2 separate regions of the Rattus norvegicus genome follow, and region 2 is linked to region 1. A link is a contact called in public Hi-C data. All regions are on one chromosome and are shown on one strand. The core of a region is the stretch at or near the end of the contact, and the rest is flanking DNA. Distances in the headings are between cores, read along the strand shown.

What was found. Hi-C and Micro-C count contacts between places; a contact is called where the count stands out from the background.
Region 2: a Hi-C map of Schwann cells shows a contact between it and region 1, with 11 times the contacts expected there. The contact joins the promoter of Vof16 here to the enhancer-like site in region 1. A contact is called at or near these places in 5 of 12 Hi-C or Micro-C datasets (the A7r5 cell line, the Rat2 cell line, Schwann cells and 2 more) and 1 of 1 datasets of contacts at active chromatin or transcription factors (oligodendrocytes).

The regions. Positions count from the first base shown.
Region 1 is chr8:50,498,305-50,504,971 of GRCr8, reverse strand. LOC102555203 (a long non-coding RNA gene) reads right to left here. Exons shown (of 4, transcript XR_005488105.2): 2 at 5,339-6,667; 3 at 2,602-2,740; 4 at 1,405-1,711. Among named protein-coding and RNA genes, the nearest start is that of Ubash3b, 73 kb to the right of the region's middle. Within about 2 kb of position 4,036, at least 55 of the 93 cell types and tissues checked have an H3K27ac peak or open chromatin away from gene starts, as enhancers often do. A contact at or near this core is called in Schwann cells and prefrontal cortex, where this site is marked.
Region 2 is chr8:50,847,317-50,853,983 of GRCr8, reverse strand. Vof16 (ischemia related factor vof-16) reads right to left here and starts at 3,852. Exons shown (of 1, transcript NR_037614.2): 1 at 1,746-3,852. The region is part of intron 3 of Lnc215 (long non-coding RNA 215); the gene reads right to left. Mir125b1 (microRNA 125b-1) reads right to left here and starts at 3,948; the gene lies at 3,862-3,948. It also overlaps a transcript of Mir100hgl not described here.

The DNA.
Region 1 (6,667 bases), core at 2,787-5,286:
CCCACGAACTTGGGCGAGCTGAGCAACCAGACTTTCATCTGAAATACAACCTCACCCCTGCTGAAGTGTATTTGATGGATGAAATTTGTATACATTTAAAAGGTATACCATGAAGTTTGATGTGCATGTGTTTTGTGAAATTCTACCCGTAATAGACCCAATTAGTGTGTTTATTGCTTCAGTTAACTCTATACATCTGATGAAAACTCCTGTGATCAGTTCTCGTAGAAAACGCCAAGTGTGTGTTACCTACTATAAATATCGTCACCGTGCTATCTACTAGATCTACAGAACCGATTCATCCTGCATAAATGACCTTTGACCAACATCCTCCTGGTCTTCCAATCCCAGGCCCTGGAAGCCATCATTATACTCGGGACTTCTCAACAAGTTTGATTTCCGCATGTAAATGGGATCGTGCAGAATTTGACTTTCTATGTCTGACATTTCCCATAATATAATGTTCTCCAGGTTCATTCATGATAGATGTGACATCGCATAGGTGACAGGAATCCTCCTTCTTTGAAAGCTGAATAATATTTCATCTTTACATGAATACGTATGTGTTCATATGTATGTGTCACAATTTATCTGTTCATTCACCTTTTCTGATGATTGCAGTGTCTAATGGATGCTGCTACAATGAACAGCAGGGTGCCATTACCTCTTTAAGATGCTTTTCTCATTTCCTTTGGCTACATACTCAAATGAGGGGTTGTTACAGCGCGTAGAGGTTCTATTTCTTAGGAACTTACACGCGAGTTTCCATACTAGCAATAATGATAGACATCCTGTCAGCTGTGTACAGGGGTCTGCTCCCCACATCCTTCTCAACACTTACATACATGTTTAATAGTGCCCATCCAAACAGGTGCTAGGTGATAGCTCACTTATGTGTACACATGGCATGCATATGTTGTCCACTTTTCAGTGTTTGGCTTTAAGGCTTCAAGACCCAGCCATCCAAGTTGAATATAGTAAGTCGGACCTGTAATTGTGGCACTTAGAGAAAGCTGAGGCAAGTGACTGCTGCGTGGTCAAGACCAGTCAAGGCTACACAGTGAGTCCCAGGCTAGCCCCTGAGCCATGGAGTAAGACCTTATCTTAAGAGTCATGTGTCTTGTCTTTGCAGAATAATTTCTTTCTTTATGAGACCTGGATCTACTCAGATGTACTCTAGTTTTTTAAAACCTTCTCTACGTGTAGTAATGGGTCTTATTTAAGAAACAGGGTGATTCCTCTACTTGCAAATACTGAATGCTAGTTCTAAAATTCACATGCGCACACCTAGTTGGGACAAATCAACGCCACTTATGGTTTCTGTTTGTCTTAGCAAAGTAATAAGGAGCAGCATTCTGTCCAAATACCTGGGAATAGATTAAGTAAGAAGAATAAATGCAGTAATTAGTTTAGGAGTTGAAAGCAGGGCTGACTTCATTATATAATGGCTTCCAAAGGGAATGGGCTGTCTTTCCTTTGAAGTTTGATTAAAGGTGTGCCTAGGGATGGTATTCCACTCGGCCCTCCTCAGGGATTTCTTTGCACGGTGTGCTTTCCCCTGGGGTAGTTGGTACAATGATCTGTTCCGCTTTCCTTCACAATTGTCCTGAAGCCCTTTGTGTTTTCAAACTGCCTCGCCGGTGTCTTGTTCCTTAGGATTCCATGAGGGGATTCCATGAAGCTAGCACAGTTCAAAGGATTTCTGGCAAAACTGTAATGAAGAATGTGATCATTGGTACGATCGTTTGCTTTTCGAATTGTCTTTTAAAAGTATTGTCATGTCCAAAACTCAAGCATGCTTGGAAAAAAAAAACATGAGGCTTGGCTTTCTCTCTTTGGATAGAGGCTACCATTGACAGATTTAAGCACACAACGGTCAGATAAACCTACATTTCAGATAAACAGATGACTTTTTAGCATACATGTCTCAATAACTCCTAAGAAATCAAATTCTAGGAGTTCTGGGTTCTTATTTTCTAAGTCTGGTTGGTACCTCTGGTATAGGACGATGATCTACTTACTATTGACCCCAGAGCTGTGTAAAGTCCAGCAAAATTAAATGAATAAATAAATAAAATTGTGATATTCATTCTTTCAAAAAGTTTTAGGAATTTTTTATGAGTCTAGCTACGTGGCTCAGCAGGTAAAAGCACTTGTTGCTAAGTCGGATGGTGACCCAGGGGCCACAGGGGAGAAGGAGAGAACCGACTGTTGCAAGCTGCCCTCTGACCCTCACACAAAAGTCATGGCATGTGGGCACTCATACACACACAATAAATGTGAGTGCAAGCATGCTTGTGTGTGTGTGTGTGTGTGTGTGTATAGTGCATGCATGTGAATTCTTGCATGCATGCATGAGGTGTGTGTGTGTGTGTGTGTGTGTGTGTGTGTGTGTGTGTGTGTGTGTGTTCATGTACCACAGTGCTCATGTGGAAGTCAGAGGACACTTTCAGAAGTCTTCCATCCCATTGAGGCAGGGTCTCCAGTGTAATCTTCCTGGGTTGGAGCATCATTTCCAGAGATAAAATGCTCCCTAAATGTAGGTACAGTATATTGCTAACTAGATTATACAACAGCATCACTCTATCACCCAAGATTTACCTGGAGACTCACTGGCATCAAGCAATAAGTGATGGGCAATGGGCACTCCGTGTTTAGAGCAAAAAGATCCGAGGTTGAATTTCATCGTTGACTGTCGCACCTCTGGCAAATAAATTCCCCAGCGTTTCCGATTCTTTGTCTACAGTGATAGGGATAAGATGGCTACTGTAAGAGCCAAGTTAGGGGTTGGAGAGATGGCTCAGTGGTTAAGAGCACTGATGGTTCTTCCAAAGGTCCTGAGTTCAAATCCCAGCAACCACATGGTAGCTTACAACCATCTGTAATGAGATCTGATGCCCAATTCTGGTGTGTCTGAAGAGAGCTACAGTGTACTGATTTAAATAAATAAGCCTTTAAGAAAGAAAGAAAGAAAGAAAGAAAGAAAGAAAGAAAGAAAGAAAGAAAGAAAGAAAGAAAAAAGAAAGAAGCCAAATTAGCTAATGTGCACAGAAGCACTTTGCTTTTATGAATGGCTATAAACAGATTATGACTTATTAGAAAGTCACTCTGATCTAGGGGTAGCCCAACCCTCAGATCCCAGCACGTGGGGAGAGAAGAGTTGGGGTCAACCTGAGTTACACAGTAAAACCCGGGAGAAGAGATGGGGAGAAGACGAAGGAGAGAAGAGGGGAAAAGTGCCACCGAAGGTACCCTGGCCTCAGCTTGCTTTGAGGTGGGGTTGAGACTGCACAGGGAGGGCTCTTTCTCCAAGTTTTCAAGGGCAGAATTCTTAGCCACTAATCACAAGTAGTCATTTTACCGTCCATTCTCTTCATATTTCAAAAGACTAGGGTTCGAATGTCAGTTCCAAACCTCTGTTTCTTCTCATAACAAACGGACCAAATGATATTCACTCCACAGGAAGAGGGGCTGAGAAACATAGAGGCATGGAGCTTACGAGTTTTCTCTCTAGGGATGTGCTCTTTTCTCTGCTCCTCCTGGAGCGTAGGCTGCAAGCCCTGAGGAGTGGATAGGCTTAACGAATAGGCCTCAGTTTCCCTTGTCTTTCTTTGCTTAGTGGCTCTAAAAATCAGAGCCCAGCAGGAGAGGCGTGGGAGAGGCCTCTTCCAATCTCCAGACGTCCTTCTAAGATGGGGTCAGAAACGCTCAAAGCTGTTTTACCAGCGATCACTCTGGACTCCCAAGACAATAACCTTCTCTAATCACTACCAGATTCCCGCCAGAAAGCAGCAGGGGAGCAGTTGCCTTGACCCGCCAGGGCCTCCAGCCCCTCCCCGCCAGACGCAGGCTAATGGGATACAGACGTCTCCCTCCCAGCGCCGCTCTCCCACCCGCAGCCCCTCTCCAGACGGACGTCGCTCTTCCGAAGTCATTTTTTGCAGGTCACCAGGCCACTTTTCCACGAAGCCAGGGAGAAGCCTGCACCTCGGGACTTCCTAGCTACCCAGAGGGTATTGTATTCTCTTCTGGTGGAAGCCAACTTCAAAAGGGCATCAGGCGGGGCTCCGCACTCATTTCGATGGTACAACAGTGACCTCCAGTGGCAGAGCCCGGAGACGAAAAAAATCTCCTGCCATGTCTCAGAATTCTGTCCTCGAGGAAGACAGTCTACAATGTGACAGGCTTTCTCTTGCGAATCTAAAAAACGACGACGACCATGATGGACTCCATAGTTGCCGAATCTAAGCAATCCAGAATATGTGGCCAGGGGCAAGTCTCAAGTCCACAATCTGAGCACCATGGCCTATCATTTGTTTAGTACAACTTCCTCAGCCCTTAATCCACTCCAGACCCCGCCCTGGTCCCCAAGTGGCTTCTGTTAATTCCTCTGTTAGAAATGACCTCTTCATCTCTCTGCCTGATAAAAATCTTCGCGATGATGTCAGATGAGAGCTTGCCATTTGGGGACACTTTCCCAGATCATCCCTCCTAACAGAATTAATTCTGTCTTCAAAACATATAGCATCAAGGACGTCCATACTGCTGTACGCGTTTGGCTTAAGCAGCAACGTGATATAGCACTGTTATAGGGACATACACAGTTGTGAGTTAAGGGGTCTGGGGTGTGAGGCACGTCTACAGCACTGTGACAAATGCCTGCGAAAATGACGTAAGAGAAGAAGGATTTATTTTGGCCCACTGATTTGCATCTTTCTGTCCACTCTCACTGGTATCTGTTGCTTCCAGTCTGATATGTGATGAGACAGAATATCAGGGCCAAGTGCAAAGTGGCCTTCCTTGGGGCAGACGGGAGGTAGAAATGGGAAGGAACTCAATAGGGACAAAATACATCCTCCTAATGGATGTCCCCAGAGCCTGCTTCCTCCAGCAAAGCCTTACTTATTAATCTCTACCAACTCCCTTCAAATTACAAGCTCGTGGATGAGCCGATCTACAGATTAGCTCCGAGCCCTCCTGAACCGACCATCTTCCCAACGCTGGACTGTTCACTGTCGAGTCGAGGACAGAGTCCTTAACATATGATCCTTGACGAGGGGTGCACCTCACATGCAAATTATAATTACTGAGCTCAGAACGCTGCAGACTAGTGGGGTGGGCACAGGAAAACAACTGCCATCGAGGGTAGTAAGGGGTTCCATATTTGTCTCCAGTAAGAGTCTTCACTCCCGTCTGGGGGGAAAAATGCAATCAGAGACTCTAAATACAGAGAGGGTTTGGTTGGGTATTTGGGACTGAATAGGAGTTAATGAGGCAGGTAGAGTGATTTAAGATGGGGAGAAAAAAAAAGATGCTCATTTGGACGTGAAATAATTACCTAGAAGTGATTGTGTTGACACAAGGGGCAGCCCACACTGGCTGGATTATCTGTCACTGGATGTTGCATGGTCCAGAGATAGTAGGCTGGAGGACAACTGAGACCAGGAGAGGGGGTCTTCCAAACTGTTGGCTATATAAACCAGGGTCATCAACGATGGCTGAACTAAAGCATGATTTGGGGATAAGAAGCTCACGCATAAACTAGAGTGGCTCACAAAACAAGATGAAAATCAAAACCAGGTTTCTGCCCGTTAGTGATCCCCAGATGGACTGGTGTACAGAATGTGTTGGTCAAATATCATCCAGAGTCAAAGCCAAGTCAATGATCAAGTGAACGAACAGTCAGGCACAGTGCCTCAAAACGGGAGGCAAAACCACAAGAAGGGCAGCTGCCTGGACTGCAGTTTCGAGTGGAGACGAATATCAACATTTCAGGAAATGAGATGCCCCGACAGAAGCGTGGAGATGTCAAACCAAGTCTGTGTGAACTTCATCTTGCTGAATCACGACTCATTTTGGATGTCCTCACTGCTGAGAGGAAGTCCAAGGAAGATGCTCAGAAGGTCTGGTTCTGAAATCTAGGGAGGATCAGCGGAGCCCGGGGAGTCCCAATCTCCATTCAAACATGTGTCCTGGGCAGCTGGGAAATGACAGTCTGTTTGTTCTTCAGCCTCCGATAATAAATTGTGGCTGAACCTGCTGGAATCTAGCCTTTCTGGGTAATTTATCATGAATGAAGAAATGTATACCCCCTTGATATATGGTGCAGGGGGTTCACTGGTGGCTGAGATGGACAATAACTTAAGCCATGATCAAGCATCAGTGTATTTATATCTGCACACCCCAGGGTCTTCCTGCACAGCTAATCTACAGCTGGGGGTGCTTGGTGTGGGGAAAATAGGTGTCGTCCTGCTGCAAAGAGTGCAAAAATCTGCATCCAGGCAGGTAGTGAGTTACCTGCCTGCTTTATGGGAATTAAACACAGCAGGAGAGACCTGTCTGCTTCCTGATACATTAGAAAGATACATTAGATACAATTCCCTTTTCCCATTAGAAAGTGAGCAGCCGAGGACCCTCACCCAGCCCAGTGCCTAACTCTGCACTCGATAAACCCTGGCTGAATCAGGGAAGAGTAAACCCCTCAAGAAGGAGGAACTAGGAAGTTCCTGGCGATACCTGGAGGTTGCACAGGAGAACCTGCGCATTCTATGGCTCCCAGACTCGCCCTTTTATCTTTGAACTAATACTGTTCATGTGGATATTCGGAAGAACGGTGATTGGGAAAACAGATAAAGGTGACTTTGGATTCTGGCTGTGCCGCTTCATT
Region 2 (6,667 bases), core at 2,603-5,102, 350 kb before region 1:
CTCCTCAGCCTGCAGACCCCCTCCTTGTGCAAACACACCCAAACAGGCTCAGCATTTCCGGCCCATTCATCTTTGTGTGTGTGTGTGTGTGTGTGTGTGTGTGTGTGTGTGTGTGTGTGTGTGTGTGTGTTAGGTTCATATTTGCATGGGTTATCAGGTTCAGGAGACTGATAACAGGCAAAACATTTTGGCCCTAATACCATCTGAGGACGATGTTATCAGTTGGGAGAGCTTAGCAATACAGAGCTGAAACTCCATGCTCCATGAAAATAGGGAATTCTCCCAAAGAAATATTTGACTTAAAAATAGAACAAAGGACTCAGCACTTGGTGAATGAAATTTTACATTTCCTCACTGGCCCTTGGGACAGAAGCTTAAGAGAAAATAGCTGAGAAAAAAAGGATGGGTTTCTGGTATAAGGACCTCTATCTATCTATCTATCTATCTATCTATCTATCTATCTATCTATCATCTATCTATCTATCTACCTTCCATTAGGAATCTGTGATGACATAGGTTCTGAAATTAGAAAACAAAAATTAGATGTTCATGAACAGGTTGACAGCACTAAATAAACGCCATGGTCATAATTTGGCAACTGGATTTTTAAAAATAAGCCAGCAGGTATAATATAAGGAAAGAAGGGAGGAAAAATAAAAGACTCCGTGAGCCATTTATCATTCTGCAACCTCTGCTGTTCTCTACATCCCACTCTAGTGAATGAAGAGAAAAGGCTATGGTCAGCCAGAAAACGGGCCCTAAATACAGTCACTGCTCTTCCAAATACCTTCCATGGTTTCCCCACCCTGGGCCTTTTTAGTCTGGAAGAATAAGTTTGCCTAAATCTGTGAGGAGATTAAATAGACGGCTGATAGAAATTAATTCTGCCGGATGAGCAAATGCATTCGAGTTGCCCAGATGCAAATAAGAAAGATAATACTTTCCTTTGCCTTTGACATGCTAGGCGGATTAGTTTAGAATGTTAAATCTGATTTTATTAGAATATATTAGCAGTGTTTTAATTAATACCAATCAAACGTTTTTCTTTCCCTGGGGCTTGATATGTTCCTAACACTTTCCAAGTCATCTGTTTTCCCCTCCAGGAAAAAAAAAATCCTACCAAATCACCAAAGCCTTTGTTATATTCTTTTAATTTTGATTTTACTGTGTTCCATGGAAAAACATAAACTTTTTTTTGCATAAAGGTGTTTTGTCCCTAAATTTAATTCCAGGTGCCAGATTTTAAAATGAGCTACTGTTACCCTAGCATGCCTCCTCAAAAGAAAGAAAGAAAGAAAGAAAGAAAGAAAGAAAGAAAGAGAGAAAGAAAGAGTTAGAGATTTGAAAATTAAGCGTTTTCTGTATTTTTCTGTTTTTCTTTGAGGGGAAAAGATATCACAGAACAGGTTTCGGCTGGTTCCTCTTATCAGTGGGCTTTCTTAAGCTGCTAAATTTCAACTGCATTGGCTTTGAACAGACAAAAAAAAAGGACTTTTTAAAGGAGGTGTGTGTGTGTGTGTGTGTGTGTGTGTGTGTGTGTGTGTGTGTTTCAGCTAGGTAAAAATATGGTGAGCCTCTGCACCCTGTGAACTGAATTGTAACTTGCTCCAAGGAGGCACAGGACAGCGTTCCACTCATTATCCCTCCCTTTCTCTCCAGCTTCCTGTCCTTCTGCGCCCTGAGCTCCAGTTCCCTTGGTCGCTTTTCTTCCCCCGGTGCACCCCCACTGCAGCTCCCAGTCTTAATTTTTTTTTATCTGCCAGGCTGGATTTTCGCTTTTAAAGATCAGTATCAATAATACCCTGCTTGTTTCGGTTACACTCTCCCTCTAAAAGACAGTCCCCTCTAATTGATGCGTCTGGGCTAGTCTAGACTGGTAGTGATTGAACCAACCACCAATTATGTTATTCATTTCACTGAACTTCGCTGATGGGCTCCACGAGGAAGAGGGGAGTGTTGAGAAACCTGCCCTTGTGATGAAGAAGTTGCCTGCTAATATATAAAAACCTGGGTGTCACAGGCACTCTGAATGCCTGGGCGCCCGGTTTTACATCCGAGAAACAGGAGGAATCCACTCGAAAGCATAGGGACTCAGAGTACAAACAGAAGCATTTGTATGGCGTTGCCCGATCATTCGAAATCACAGAGAAATTACAGCTATCCTAGCTTTATTGATCCTGCCCACGTTTCTTCTATTAGGCTGTGTACATATCTTGCCTTCAAAAGCACCGAATGTCTGCCATTCTATCAAATGCATGATGTAAATATATATTACCCATAAGTTAAGCTGATGTACCGCCATCATTTCCACATAGCCATACATACACATTGGCTGGGCTGGGGTGGGGAATCATTAATTACTTTATATAAACTCGCGGGCAACCTCTTACAGAACTGTACGCTTTGAAGCGTCTTCTACCAAGTGGTGCCAAGTAACAGTTAAATTACAGCCGCACGGGAGGCTTCAACAAAAGACATAGTACAGTTGTTGTACACTTCTCAGCTCAGCGTGCTGGTGCAAAAAAAAAAAAAATGCTTCCTTGACTGCAGTTTGGAGTAAAATGAGTAAAATTGCAAGGAATGCTTAAAAAATAGGCAACCGTTTCCTTCACCTTTCACTCCGTGTCACAATGAGACTACAAGCCATTCCAAAATCTTTCAGAGATGAAGGTGTTGGGTGTCTGGGTTGATTTAGGTATTTTCCAAAAATGGAGAGAAAGGTTGGGCTGAGAAGAGTGAAACTGTTTAAAGGGAACCGTGCGCCCGGAGTTTTCTACAACAAAGGAAAGGTAAGCCTCCCAGTCCTTCTCTCCTATGTGAGGCAGACCTGAGACACTGCAGCTACCCTGCCGTGAAAAGTTACAATCTCAGAAAACTACAAAGTGGGGAAAATGCTAACAATTGCCCTGAGAGAGGATCATTTTGAAATTTGGTTTGCTATGACCAATAACTTTGTCGGGGTGAATTAAAATCCTGATAGCAATCTTTCTAATTTCTAAAGCAAAGTCATGGACATTGATTGACCCCCCCCTCTCCGCCCCAAGAATGCGCTAATACCAAATGTGCCCAGTTGCTTCTTTCATTCCATAATATTTAGAAAATATATATCTATCTCCTTCATTTAAAAACCCATTGTGTATAACATTTTTAAAGAGGTACCAAACCAAGGAGGGAGAACTCTTCCTTCCATTTTTTTTTTGTTCTCACAAAATCTTGCAAAGTAACACATATTTTATCTTTCCTGATCTCTTGATTCCCTCCTTTTGTATTGAATATTAAGAGTTGAATATTTAACCTCTCCATTTAGTCCAGACTAGTGGTGTTCGAGGAACTACGTCAGGAAAACCTAGTCACATAGAACACACGTGTAGACAATGCAGAGGGAAATACATTCTCCTGCCCATTTTAATTGGGCACAATTTTGAGATTAACTGTTGAGCTTAAAAGTTGGAGGCATGGGGCATGCTGGGACTTCAGCTGAGATGTTCTGAGGCCAAGCACCAGGCACTGAGCTGTTGGTATTACGCTCCGATAGTACTGTGTGTTGCTCTCAAGGAATAGATCCAGCAGCCTCCGTATTAGCCATATACACAGGCATCCATAGCAGTGAACATGGGATGCTAACATCCTGTGCCTACTTTCACAGAATCCAGGAGCTGCCACACTCTGGTCACCTGATCCCACCTAACAATGGAAGCCTCAGAGGTGTATTCCCATCACTCGGACAAACTTTTCTTTCTTCCTTCCTTCCTTTCTTTCTTTCTTTCTTTCTTTCTTTCTTTCTTTCTTTCTTTCTTCCTTCCTTCCTTCCTTCCTTCCTTCCTTCCTTAAAAGACAAAAAGTTCCTTCAGCGATGCAAAGGCACGACTCGCAGCTCCCAAGAGCCTAACCCGTGGATTTAAACGGTAAACATCACAAGTTAGGGTCTCAGGGACTGAGGGGAGCGCAACACAATTCTTCCTTTCTTTCTTGAAACAAAACAAAGCAAAATAAATAAATAAATAAAAATGACAGGCGATCTCGGTTGCGGACACAGGAGTAAAATGCAGCAAACAGGTGGTCCAGTGTGGCTACCTCCTCGCTCTCCATGCCTCTTCCCTTCACAAAATTTAGATCCATTTCTGTCTCCATACAGCCCTGTATACGCAACACACACACACACACACACACACACACACACACACACACACACACATACCTGAACATGTAAATGCCTGTTGTATCAAAGAAAACTTTGCAGCTTTGGGTAAAATCACTCACCAAATTGGAAAATAATATGAATAGGCTCAGAACTATCCAGTTCTGTTCGGAAAAGAAAGGAAGCAATCTGCAATTGGAATTAAACGTCTCTTCAAACCTTTCATTTGTAACTAGCACGCTTGACTGAGGAGAGGAAAATATGCATCTACCTTCCCCCAGGGCAAGCGTGCCACATGCAACAATCCTAAGAGATGGGGTTTGGGGGAAGCGCTGGATTCCGAGGTTAGAAAGGTTTTTGAACTCACCCATTTGAAGTAGAGACTGGCTGCAGAGCTTCCAGGAGCGCCATCCGGAGCCGGGGGAGAATGTGAGCTCACAGTGCTCTAGGCTGGGCGAGGTGTTCAATAGGACAGAGAATGGGGCGGGGAGGGAAGGCGGGGGCAGGAAGCGATACTCCAAAATCCAGAGAAGACCGTAACTCTGTGGTTTATGCTTTGACCGGGGTTGGGGGTTGGGGGGAAGGCAGTTGGGTGGGAGAGGAGGGAGGGGCTGGGGCCGATCGAATTTGGGAAATAGTCGGTTAAAAAATTTAAAATAAATTAAAAAATCGAGAGAGAACAAGAAAATTTCCCAAGGACAGCTCGATTTAAAAAGAAAAAAATCTTTTTCTTTTTCTTCTTCTTTCTCTAGCATTCAGAGTTCTGTCAGTCTTGCAAACCTGGCCCTCCTCTGCATCAGCTGCTTGGCTGAGGCCAAGGCCAAAATCACCCAGAGCGAGCACCAGCCTGTCATTTGGTAGACGCAAAGTGGGAAGGGGTGGGTGCGAGCTGGGGAGATGCTCCCCCACCCTCGCCTCCCGCTGCGGATCCTTTGAAGCCTTTGGCCAATATTTCAGAGGAATCCGAGGCATAATCCCCCTCCATCTTCACAGACAGCGACTAGTGCTGTACCTGATAGAGTCGCTTTCTCCAACCTCCTCTGCCTGGAAGCCGTGCTTTCCTGTGCAGATTCCAAAAAAAAAAAAAAAAAAAAAAAAAAGAACCGAAAGGGAGGGGAAGCCTATGGGAAGATGCCTCTTTAAAAAATTTTTCTTTCCCCTCACCCCTCCTTTCTTTCTTTTATCCCAGGCCTGAGCAAAGTAGATGGCTGGCTGGGCACACAGAATAACAAAGCACCGGCTGTAAGGGAGACACTGGAGGGGGCCCTTAGACTCAGAATACAAATAATAATAAAAATAATAATAAATAAAAAGAAAAGGAAATAGCTAACTATTTTTAATAGACTTTCATATACAACTAGGAACAGTTAAGAGCTCCAGCCACCCCCCCCCCGCCCCCGAAGAACTACAATCACGCCAGCCAGCCTGCTAAACCGTGCCTTTTCCTTCTCTACATGGTCTGTTTAGAACACCTCCCCGACACACACACACACACACACACACACACACACACACACACACACACACACACAACTTTTTTTTCCTCACCTCTGTAGGTTCAGCTCATGTACAGTCCTTGGTTCAGCTCATGGTCTCTCCTTTTTTCTCTCCCTTTTTCTCTCCAAAAAGCTAGATCGTCATCACCATACCTAGTCAGCCTCTCTCTCTCTCTCTCTCTCTCTCTCTCTCTCTCTCTCTCTCTCTCATATTATTAATAATAATAGCCCTTTCGACATAGCAGCATGAAGTGGCTGCCTTTGAGAAAGCACATTTAATCTTTACTGGCTCCCCTAGGCTTCACTGAAGAAGAAGGCAAGGGGAGAAAAAAAGGAGAGAGAGGAAAAAAAGGCTTGTAAGGGAGGCTGCTGACGGACAGCAAGCATCAGGCACAAATCAGCGACACGTTGAATTTTCCTAGACCACACTGCCCCCTTTCTTCTCGGCTCTCTCCCTGGGCTCCTGGAAAGCCCCAGTGTCTGGTTACAGGAGGCAATGGGTCTCTTTCTGCCAACCATGGTACAGATTCCTCACATGCCTGCTTAAACCTCTGGCAGAGTAAGGAATCGATACCCCTCTCTAATCACCTTTAGCTCTTTGATGGCTTCCCCCCTTTTCTGAGAATCCACTTGGCTTCCCTCGCATCTCTCCCCTACCCCTCCCACCCTGCCAGGCTTTGGCTTACAAAGCTTGCAGGCTGTCATCCCTCACTTCCTTCTATATCTTGAAGACAAGCCTCTTCGAAAATGCTCTCGAGCTTACTCTCTCTGTGCTGTAGCATGTCTCCTCCCGGACTAGCAGCACCGGATGCACGGACACATCTCTCTGACTACTAATGAGATCAAAAATACACCATCGGGTCAGGGAACCTACACATTGTAATATATATGTATATATATTATATATATTACTATAAGTATATATTACACACATATAGTATATATTACATATGTACATAAATATATATTCTCTTGCTAGATCTACAGTTCTGGTAGCCCATTTATGGGGTGGGGGGGGGCTCATTCAAGATGG